Regions from separate parts of the Hordeum vulgare genome. Here region 1 is linked to region 2. Evidence: chromatin contacts called from public Hi-C data. All regions are on one chromosome and are shown on one strand. Each heading gives the region's core, a stretch centred on a gene start, on an enhancer-like site or on the middle of the called end of the contact. The rest is flanking DNA. Distances are from core to core; before and after follow the strand shown.

The links. A called contact is a pair of places that touch in the nucleus more often than the background predicts.
Region 1: a Hi-C map of leaf shows a contact between it and region 2, with 2.7 times the contacts expected there. The contact joins the promoter of LOC123408721 here to the promoter of LOC123409875 in region 2. A contact is called at or near these places in 2 of 6 Hi-C or Micro-C datasets (leaf and seedling).

The regions. Positions count from the first base shown.
Region 1 is chr7H:529,082,319-529,087,483 of MorexV3_pseudomolecules_assembly, reverse strand. LOC123408721 (glucan endo-1,3-beta-glucosidase 14) reads right to left here and starts at 3,721. Exons shown (of 3, transcript XM_045101773.1): 1 at 2,899-3,721; 2 at 1,687-2,732; 3 at 293-489. The coding sequence starts at 2,983. The coding sequence ends at 421.
Region 2 is chr7H:528,243,673-528,249,290 of MorexV3_pseudomolecules_assembly, reverse strand. LOC123409875 (CBL-interacting protein kinase 24) reads left to right here and starts at 1,568. Exons shown (of 14, transcript XM_045102743.1): 1 at 1,568-2,017; 2 at 3,427-3,489; 3 at 3,610-3,681; 4 at 4,535-4,642; 5 at 4,738-4,812; 6 at 4,899-4,952. The coding sequence starts at 1,847.

The DNA of each region.
Region 1 (5,165 bases), core at 2,472-4,971, 840 kb before region 2:
AAACAACCAACGATTTGTTAACCGTGCCAGCCTGGCTGGCAGTTCAATGGAGAACCACCAGGTCGACTGAAAAAGAACAGAAAAGATGCATCTTACGTGTCCAAGTCCATTTATTCCTGGAACTTTGCATGGTAAAGAATTTGATAGGTTGCAGAGGATTATTAGCTGACAGGATTAACAGTAAAAATAGACTGGCATTCTAATGCTAGAATAAATATATGTCCAGTAAAAATTCAGGACCATATGTTCTTTTTCACAGGTATAAAATGAGTGAAGGGAACACAAACGGAACTGGTGAGCAGGGAACTATTATTCGAATGTCCATTCCGAGTTTCCCAGTACAAGCAGGCACGCATTCTAACTCCTGATCATGATTGTGCCCTTAACAGATGTGCTATTCTATAATCTGAGTCGCTAAGCCTAAAACAAGAAAATAGATAGGATAACCGCAGCCGAACAGCGCGCAATCCAACCCCAAGCTCGCATTTCCTGCAAACAGAAATCACAGCGTCGAATCAGGTTAATGATGTGGTATCATCATACACCAAAGGTAAGCAAGAAATAGACAATTATTCCATGAAGTTTTGTTACAAGATCCCATAAATTATTTGCAGAGAAAGTGCTAGAGAATTCAGAACATGAACATGCAGATCAATACCTCATGCAATTATGCACTGCACTCATAACAACAGACTACCTTCGAAGAAAAGGATTGATTACGGTCATCCAATTTTTTTGCTAGGCATTTATTAGTGCAATGAAATTGGCTTAGCTCAACTAGGTAGAGAGGTTCCATGATAATATAAACGGAAGAGAAACCTATTGGCATTTAAATTGTTTTGAAAGCATGAAAGTTAATTTCTTGTCATTGTCTAGTGTCTACTTTATGGAGGATCTCAGTATTTACTGCTCAGCCTGTGTTGTCTCCATTTAGTACTCTACAATGGAAGTTCTTCACTGGACAACATTAGTACCAATCTAGTTTGCCGAAGAACACATTCATCCACAACACTGACAGAGTTTTCCAATGAACACGTTCATCCACAACACTAACAGGCTTCGATTGTTAATAAACATATATTCCAATATTCACAACTTGGATAGGGACGGCAAACAATTGACTGCCCCAATTCTTGACCACCACATTCATCATCATGTGCGAACCCTGACAGACCTCGCGCTGTCACAACCTTGAATCCTTACGCCGAGACAAGTATGGTGTTTTTTAATTGATTTTCTTAGCTAAGTATCAAATTGTAATATCGATACTGTGATACAGATGCTGGGCAGCTGAAAATACCATGATCCATGATGCACGGGAGAAAATAAATTGATAGGGCCGCTTTTGTTAAAGATGTCATAAGGTTTGAACTAGAAAGCTATGTCTGATTGACTACTGTATCCTTTTGAGTGGCAATTGATGACTTTGGAACTTTTGATATCCACCTCTAATCCTCTTTGTGCATAAATGTTGAGAAAGTGGATTACTGAAGCAAAACCCTTACTATAATACTCCCAAAATAACTGTCTCAAGCTTAGTACAAATTTGTACTAGAGCTAGTATAAAGTTGAGACACTTATTTTGGGACGGAGGGAGTATAATCCAATAACCATCAAACCAGAAAAATACAATGAAAACGAAGACTAAGGGGCAAACAAGTAGATGTGCGAAAAGTAAATGCTTACCTTAACTGACAACAGGGATGCGGGTGCTGATGAAGGTAATAGACCTGAGTAGCCGATATCGTATGAAATCCTTCCATCTGGATTGAAGAGCCCATAGTGCTTCTCAGTAGGATCTCCATTCTTTAAGTTCTCATTAAACAGGGCAAAGATGTATGCTTTGACCGGTATATTTGGCTTGAGAGGAGTTCCCTTCCTCAAAAAGAGCCTCTTACGGAGGTTGTAATTGTAAGTCCTTGCATTCTCAACTGATGCTCCTGCTTCACTTTGATCTCCACTAGAAGCCCAGCCAGTCTCTGCCACCCGAACTTCCATGTTATTATAACCAGCAGCCTGCAGAGCAGCATAAGCTGCATCTATCTGAGCATCAAACATGTTGTCATAGTGCAGACTAGTGTTCGGATCAAGTATTCCAGGGTTGGGCTGAAAGAGCGCATAATTAATGTCAATCCGCCCTGAATCACTTAAGTAAGCCAAAAAGGGATATGCATTGACATAGAAAGGTGAGCCAATCCGTGAAAACAAGTCCAGCAGCGGTTTCATATACACCATGATTTCTTCCTTGAAAACACATGCAGAGGGCGGATAGGAAGTAGCAAAAACAGCTTCAGAGTGAGGCGTGAAAAGCTCAATTTTGTCATCCAGATGCAGTTTCTTGAGACCATTGTACATGTTCTTAACAGCTCCAACGAGCGGAGCGGCAAGGTTCGGATCGCCTCCCAGCACCTCATTCCCCACAGTGATTCCAACAATGCGTGTCTGAGAAATGTAAGGCTGCACGTATTTATTCAGCCAGTCAATCGCAACGCTGTCATTTGCAGCAAAAGAATTCAGCAGCCCATTGTTGACAGCAATGACCAGGTTGAGCCCTGTGCCTTTGAATGCCTCGAGCACAGTGGGTTCTTCATCATATATCTTGACATTCCTTATCTTGGACCTCCTGAGGAGCTCGACTACCTTGTCCGGAGACGGGAGGTTGTTCGCTATTCTTCCATAGTTTATCCCATATGCCCCGACAAACGAGTCAGCGGGTCGAGGGCGGCGACGACCTGCTAAACAGCAAGCACAAGAGTCAAATCTCAGTTCGTGACGCCAAAGCCAGTGGTTATTTCGTTGCAAAGGCCTACCCAGCTATGATAGTAAACTTGATGTGTGAATTCCATGATCTAGACAAAACAACACTAAATTAAACTGGATAAAGAACTGAGTGCGTACCATGTGAGGGGGACGTGAGGAGGAGGCAACAGAGGAGCAGCAGCATCCAGCGAGCGCACCGGCGCCGACCCATCACCGCCGTCATAGCAGGCCGGCCGCAACCCGTCGATCCGGAGCAAGAAGCAAGCAGAAGACGGGCACCGGAGCGAGCGGCAGCGTCGGAAGGGCAGGCGAGCCGCGCCGTGTTCGGCAATTTGGTTCCAGGCCGTGGCGTGGAGCCGGGGCGGCAACTTCCATAGACGGGCTGGGGCGGCCGTTCCGAGGCCGGGCACGGGCGGCTGCTCCCCGCTCGCCCCCGAGCAATCTTGGCGGCCTTCCTCCTCACCGGGACACACCACACGACACCGCCGCCGCGCGCACTGGAGCAGGAGAAAGAATCGGCAAGAACACCGCAAACAAGAAACCAATCCGGCCAAGAGGTGGCCTGAGCCCAGCCCGGGGACGAGAAGGAATCTCTCGGTTCCCGCTTGGTGCTGGCCTCCTAGCACTCAGCCCCCACCAGGCGCTCCCCTCCGGCCTCCGACTCTGCTCCACTCTACTCTACTGGCACCGGGCAGCGGAGGACGGTACTGGCTGGTGCAAGGTGGGGCCTTTTTCTCTCGGCTAACCTCCGGTTGATTCAGTGCGGGGTTAATAAGGGGTTTGTTTGCTTAGCGACGAGGAGATCGGGAAAAGTTGGGCGAGGGAGGGAGGCGGGGTGGGGACGAAGGGGACGCGGCGGAGGAGGGGACGGAGGGAAGGTCACGCCGGCGGCCCCGCGTTGCAGCCCGGATTCGCCACCGCAACGGCCAGGAGGGGGGGGGGGGGAAAGGGAGAGGGTTTCCGTCTGGGGTGGTTTGATTTTTGAAACGGAAGGGGGAGGGGGGGTTAACCGGGGCCGGCGGCGGCGGTGGTGTGGTGGTGCTCTGCGCGTGTGCGTGCGTGTCTGTCGTGCGCGGTGGTGGACGGCGGACACGTCTACTGGTCCTTCAGCGGTTCTTTTGCAGATTGCACCTTCGAGCGTGCCGCTCGTTGCATTTCGCTTTTGTGGTCGCCTCGAATTTCTGTGAAAATCGATGTGCTTCAGGTAAAACTATTGGACTTTTCTGCATTCCAAAACAAGTATAGTCCACCAGTTTAGGACCGGTTTTTTTGAGCTCTTGTGTGAAAATAAGCTCCGGTGAAAATAAGCTTCAGATAATAAGCTAGCCGGTTCTTTTCACTGCTTGTTTTTCCAGCTTATATATGGTATGAGTAGCGAAAAGTCTATAATACCCTTGAAGTGGAGCTGGAGTGAATCGTCGACCAGAGTAGGGCAGGGGACGGGGGTCCTTCCCTGGAGTGGGTCGTCAGCCGCAGTTGGACGTCGTCCGCCGGAGTGGAGCCCCGGGAGTCCGCCAGAGTGGCGCTGTTGTTGCTAGGTCGCGGAGAAGAGTGGAATCGCACCAGAGGGAGGGCGGGGTTGTGCCCGAGGGAGGAGAGGAGCAGTGACGGGAGGCCTACCCATTGGCGGGAGGGAAGGACCGGGAGTGGCGGCGGAGGAGGAAAGGACCGGGAGCAGCAACGACGGAGGGAATCGGGAGCAACGACGACGGAGGGAATCGGGAGCGGCGACCGGGAGCGGCTCGATTCGATTTTCAGCGACGGAACGAGGGGTTGGGCTCGGTGGCAAACTCATTGTAGTAAATGCGAAAAACAGGGGGAATGGGCTAACCCCTTCACTTCTAAGTGAGCTTCTGCACGAAGTTGCTCACCCCCCAGCTTGTCCCATTGCAAAGGGGACTCCGGTAAAAATAAGTTAAGCTAGCTTATACAAATCGAGTTTCTTGAGGCTTCTGGCTTATGTTGATAATAAGCTGAAATAAGCTTGAAAAGAACTAGCCCTTAATATCCTATGGTGAGTTGGTGACTTGTGCTAGCTGAATTTTGGTAATACTCCCCTCTAAAGATATGTATATATTTACATTTTTTGCAAAAACCCTCTATAATATAAGAACGTTTGAATCACACTAAATACGATGATTTAAATGTACTTCTATTTCTTCACGGAGGGAATACTATGATTTATCGTGTGAAATATATGTGCGAGTCGATGCAAGTGCTTCAAGTTGTGCTTGAAAAGGCATGCCCTTTTAATGCGTAGCCATATGTGCCTATTCCAAAGCATGGATGTCTAGTTACACACTTGTGCAACAAAAAAAATGCTACTAGTGCTTAAGAAAATAAAAATTACAGTCGTCTGCGTGACCTGTGAGAGATGATGTGAGTTCATATTTTTATTGAAAGTA
Region 2 (5,618 bases), core at 319-2,818:
ATAGTAAGTACTTTATGTACAACATTTAGCTAGAAACTTACTGGTCCGGCTGGCTGGGTGGTGGCTGATGCCGGGGCAGCCGCCTCGGTAGGCCCGGGGGGGAGCTATATCTTCCTCGATGTAGTCGTCCGCCTCCAGGTAGAAGAGGCGCGGGCAGACGTGACCTGGCACGTAGGGCTCGTCATGGTTGAAACATAACCCCTGTCGTTGACGCTCAAGTTGTTCGGTCGGGGTTAGCCGGCGGAACGGTCGAGCCGTTGCCGTGTCGGGAGTTCCTGTCGTCGGCTGGGCCGGCCGTCTGGGTGCAGACATGACCGGCCGAGGGGTGGGCGAGGTGCCCGGGCCGGGAACGCCTGCTGCATGGCCACCGCCCGTTGCTCGAACGCGCGGGCATAGTACATGGCCGTCTGGAGGTCCTGCGGTCCCCGCATCTCGACGTCCACGCGGATATGGTCGGGAAGGCCGCCGACAAAGAGCTCAACCCGTTGGAGGACCGAGATGCCAGGAGCGTGACAGGCTAGTGTCTGGAAGCAGTCGGCAAAATCCTGCACCGAGGAGAGGAACGGAAGGCGTCCAAGTTTTGCCAGCCGGTTACCGCGGACGGGTGGGCCGAACCGAAGGAGGCAGAGGTCGCGGAAGCGTTCCCACGACGGCATCCCGCTCTCGTCCTGTTCAAGGGCGTAGCTATTGTGTATCTTAATTGTATTTTTAGAATACATAATTATTAAAAACCAACAACATTGTATTCTGAAAATTTTCAACGTGTATTAAAAATTATTGTGTACAAACAATATATTATATAAATGCGTTAAAACATATTTGTAGAAATATAATAATAAATTTACACAATAAATTTTAATACGTGCTGAACATTGCATGAAATAGATGTTGTAATTTTTGGAATGCATTACAAACACTTTTTGGAAACACCTTTACAATTTGTTAATCCGGGTTGATTTTTTTAAAATGCACTAGCAGTTTTAAAGTTTATGCCAGGTAATATGTTGAATATCTCTCTTTTTTAAACATGAGAATTTCTTAATATTTTTTTAATATCTACTCAGAACAATTATTCTTGTCGTAGTGGTTATAAGATGTGTGCAGATTATGCATCCATTTACTAGGTTCGAATTATGCCACCATTTTTTTCTTATTAATATTTCATCCCACATGCTGACATGCGGGACCCACACATGGCATGTGGGACCAATGCAGTTTGGCAAATTTAGAAAAAATATGAGGGCCTTTTTCAAAATTTATTTAAAGTATAGAGAGTTTTTTTTAAAAACAACCATCACGGTCATCTCATAACTACCGACATGTGGGCCAACGCAACGCTGTCACGTCATGTGGGCAGTTTGTATGCCTTGATACGGATGGAGGCACCGTATTTAAACGTTCGGACAAGTTACTACACTAGTTTCATGTATTTTACAAGTTTAGAAACCAAAGTAATCGCTTCGAACAAGTCAATGCACCCGTGGTGTATTTATCTCATTTTTTTATTGAATGAACTACTACGAGAGCTAAAAAGGAGTTTTGCTGATGAGAGGTAAAAAAGTCTGAACCACGCGACGGCGGCAGCTCGTCGCTTTCTCCATCCTCACGCTCGCGCTCGTGCTAGCCTCCTCCCATAAGAACCATCGCATCGCGGTCGCGGCGCGCGCGCACCACCGGACCCCAACCACAGCTCGTTCCCTCCCTCGCACGCACGCACGCACGCACGCACGGCCGGCCGGCCGGCCCAGAGGAGCGGAGCGCGCGCGCTCTCCAAGCCGGACCTCGCAGGGGCCCCGATTCCGGCGGCCTTGGTGCGACGCGGGAGCTGGGAGGAGAGGCGAAGGGAATGGCAGGCGCGCCGAGGAAGAAGCTGGTGGGGCGGTACGAGGTGGGGCGGACCATCGGGCAGGGGTCGTTCGCCAAGGTGAAGTTCGCCGTCGACTCCGACACGGGCGTCCCCGTCGCCATGAAGGTGCTCGACAAGGCCACCATCCTCAACCACCGCATGCTGCAACAGGTAGCAGCCCCTCCCTCTCCCGCCCTTGACCCATCCATCCTCAGTTCTTCCCACTAGCACGAATCCAAATCAAACTCCTCTTGCTACCCCTTCCCCTCTCCCCCGTCTCAGCTTTGATCCAAGCAAAAATAATAATTGTTGTTGCTGTTCCTGTTGGCTGGTAGCCTCTACACATTAGTAGTAGCAAAAGTAATTTGGATAGTTCCGTGTATATTCCGTGGGATTTTGGGGCGACAAAGGTCGGGGATTCGGGTTCGGGTGGAATATGCCTCTGGAACAATGCGCACCATATAGTAATGCTAATAGGAGCCTTCATCTGATTGATATAAACTGCTAATAGGAGCACCTCAAACATTTCTTTGGAGAAAATATGTCTCTTTTTCTTCTCTTTTTTCGGGGATTCTGGCCAAGCCGAGGTCGTGACACGATTTGAGTTCGTACTCCCCTGGTTCGGAACATTTAGGACACGATTTTGGAGAACTTTTAGGATAGGAACAGGTAGCTGTTTGTATTCAACCAGAGTTGAGATCATCACTTATTATATACTAAAATGGATGCTATGTCAAATGACTTTTTTCAGAAAGGTGGGGATTCAACTCTATATTTACAAAAAGGCTAGAAATGATTGGCTTCAACTGTTAGTGTTGTTTTGAGGGGGTAATATTTTTCAGTGATAGATTGATAGCTAATAATACGAAGCAATCATTTGGACTTTGATTGTGGCATGAGCTTTTCTAGGGCCTTACTGCTTCTGCGATACTGATGAATTTCAGTCTCCCCCCTGCATGATGATGCTTGATTCACTCCTCCAAGGTGTGCACTTTCGTGCACATAATTTGTTCATTTGATACAAATTTTCCAGAAATCAATAAATGATCAATTGTTATCTGGCTTAGCCACTTAGGGCCTCTTTGATCAAATGATTTTCATAGGATTTTTGGAGAATTATGGTTTTTTCCTACAAGATTGGTTGTTTGATTCATAGGAAAGAATCCTATAGGATTTTTCCCGAAGGAATCATTTGTACTACATTCCATAGGAATCTAGCATGCACCCCAACCTTTAAAAAAAAATCCTTTGTTTTTCCTGTGATGTAATCAAACGAACTCAAATCCTGTAGGATTTGAATGGGCATCACATTCCAATACTGTGTTTTTACTATTCCTGTGTTTTTACAATCCTACGAATCAAAGAGGCCCTAGTATGACAACCTGTGTCAGACCTGAGTTTATATTAGTGTAGGCACACTTCTTTTACACTGTTTATGCAATATGCAATTCGTAAATGACAAAATATTAGTTATATCCACCCCCAAAATACCACCATCCTAGCCAAGGATTAGCTTCAGGAAAGTTCACACCTTCATTTCTCTGTTTAACACTGAGCTCAGTTCTCATGCTTCTGGACAGATCAAAAGGGAAATATCAATAATGAAGATTGTAAGACACCCCAACATAGTCAGATTAAATGAGGTATACTAAAGGCCTACTTTTTGTTGTCTCTGTATAACTTCTCCTACTTACTAAGATTAGTATCTTCCATATTTCTTTTTAAGTTTTGTTTTCATTACTATCGTATTGACAATCTTGTAGGTTTTGGCTGGGCGGACAAAGATATACATAATCTTGGAGCTTATCACTGGAGGCGAGCTATTCGATAAAATAGTAAGAAGACTGGTCTACACTTTAACCTACGGAGTACTGTATTGCTGATATGTACTTCTAACAGATTCACACGGAGACCAGAATTTGTGATGGTTAACCAATTTCAGGCTCCTCGCAAGCCATGTATATGTAGATCATTTAGGAGTATTTTACCTTCTTAAAATAATGACACCGTGCTGCCCCATGAACTGTGTCAAACAAACGTTCATCCTGATATTGTTTCTATAAATCATCCGTATATATTAGAAACTTGCTGTTCAGTAAATATTAACTTAGCTGCTGATAAGGTCGTTATATGCTCCCAATAGCCAATAGAAAAAAAAATCCTTCGTATATTTTTGTATGTGCTTATGCGATACAGGAAATAAAAACCGCACAGGTTCTAAAGTAAAATACATAGGGCTGTTTGGTTCTAAGCCACAAGTTGTCACACCTCAACTTAGGCAAGTTTGACCAAGTTAGGTTTGTGTTTGGTTCTTGCCACAACTAAAGCAAGAATTTCTTTATTAGCAGTAAGCCCCACATGTCATAGATACAAAAGGTGTGGCAAGATTCCCTAAGGCAAGCCAAAGTGTGGCTAAGAATTTGAGCAACTCTAGTGAGGCAAGTGTGGCAATATGTGGCAAAGATAGTCACAATACAAAGAGACCCATAGTTTTTTTATAAGAAGGTAGATCGGAGTCTGACGTAAAGTAAAATGTAGAGTTCTTAGGAATTCATTGGCAATCAGAGATGTTCTTGAATCTTTCTAATTTATTTCTGTAGAATCTATACAATTTATGTGTTGGGTGTAGAAACTTTGTATATATATTTTATCCAAATCTTAACCTTTGTCAATATTGACTATATGTAGGCTCGCCAAGGGAAGATTCGAGAAAATGAAGCTAGGAAATACTTCCAGCAGCTTATCGATGCCATTGATTATTGCCATAGCAAAGGAGTCTATCATAGAGATCTGAAGGTCTGTGCTGGATAAGATATTCATGTGTCACCTTCTTTTGTCTTATTCAATAGTTCTATTATCTCATGCTCGACAGTTCTAATCTGGTTTTGTAGCCTGAAAACCTGCTTCTTGATTCACGAGGGAACTTAAAAGTTTCTGATTTTGGACTTAGCACACTGTCCCAAAACGTAAGTAAAGGGATTCGTTTGCTGAAGCTGCTTACTTATATTTCACTGTGTTGATCGAGCGTTCTTATTTTTCGGTGTCATTCCAGGGAGTAGGCCTTCTTCACACAACATGTGGCACACCAAATTACATTGCTCCTGAGGTATGCAATGTGTCTTCTCCTTTTAGCCTAAACAACAAGTTGCGTTTGATACGTTGACTCCCCTTATACTGAAACATGACCATATTATTCAAAATAAAGGATATCTTCGAGTACAGAACTACTTGTTAGCTCTTATAATTCATGAATTCTTCTGTAAAATTCCGACAGAATAACATTAGAAATAAGTAAATAACACTAGTATGCATGCTAGAGGTGAATATGGACATGTGCAGTCACTGGGATGCACTCCCTTTTTCTGAATATCTTTACAAATATGTTTGCAATATAAGGCATTTAAAATTGCAAAATGAGTTGCAGATTTGAAAAACACCACCTTCTGTTTTTGTATTTTTTGTTTTGCAATTTCTTACCTTGCAGTCAGTTTTGTCTGTAGTTCTTTTCAGTGATCTAATCCTCCGTTCTCTGCATCCAGTTTGTCTGTATTTCTTTTCAGTAATCTAATCCTCAATTTTGTGCTCTATTTGGGCAGTTAACTTGTGCCTTTTATTTATCATGGTTACCATTTTAGTACTATACTTAGTTATTCTAATGATCAGGTAGAGCACTTCATGGAGATCTCAGTGTGGGCAGTTGACATATTTCTTCAGACAATGTTAGAGCTTTAAGTATATATACATATGCTCTAGATTTTTAACTTGGATCGCT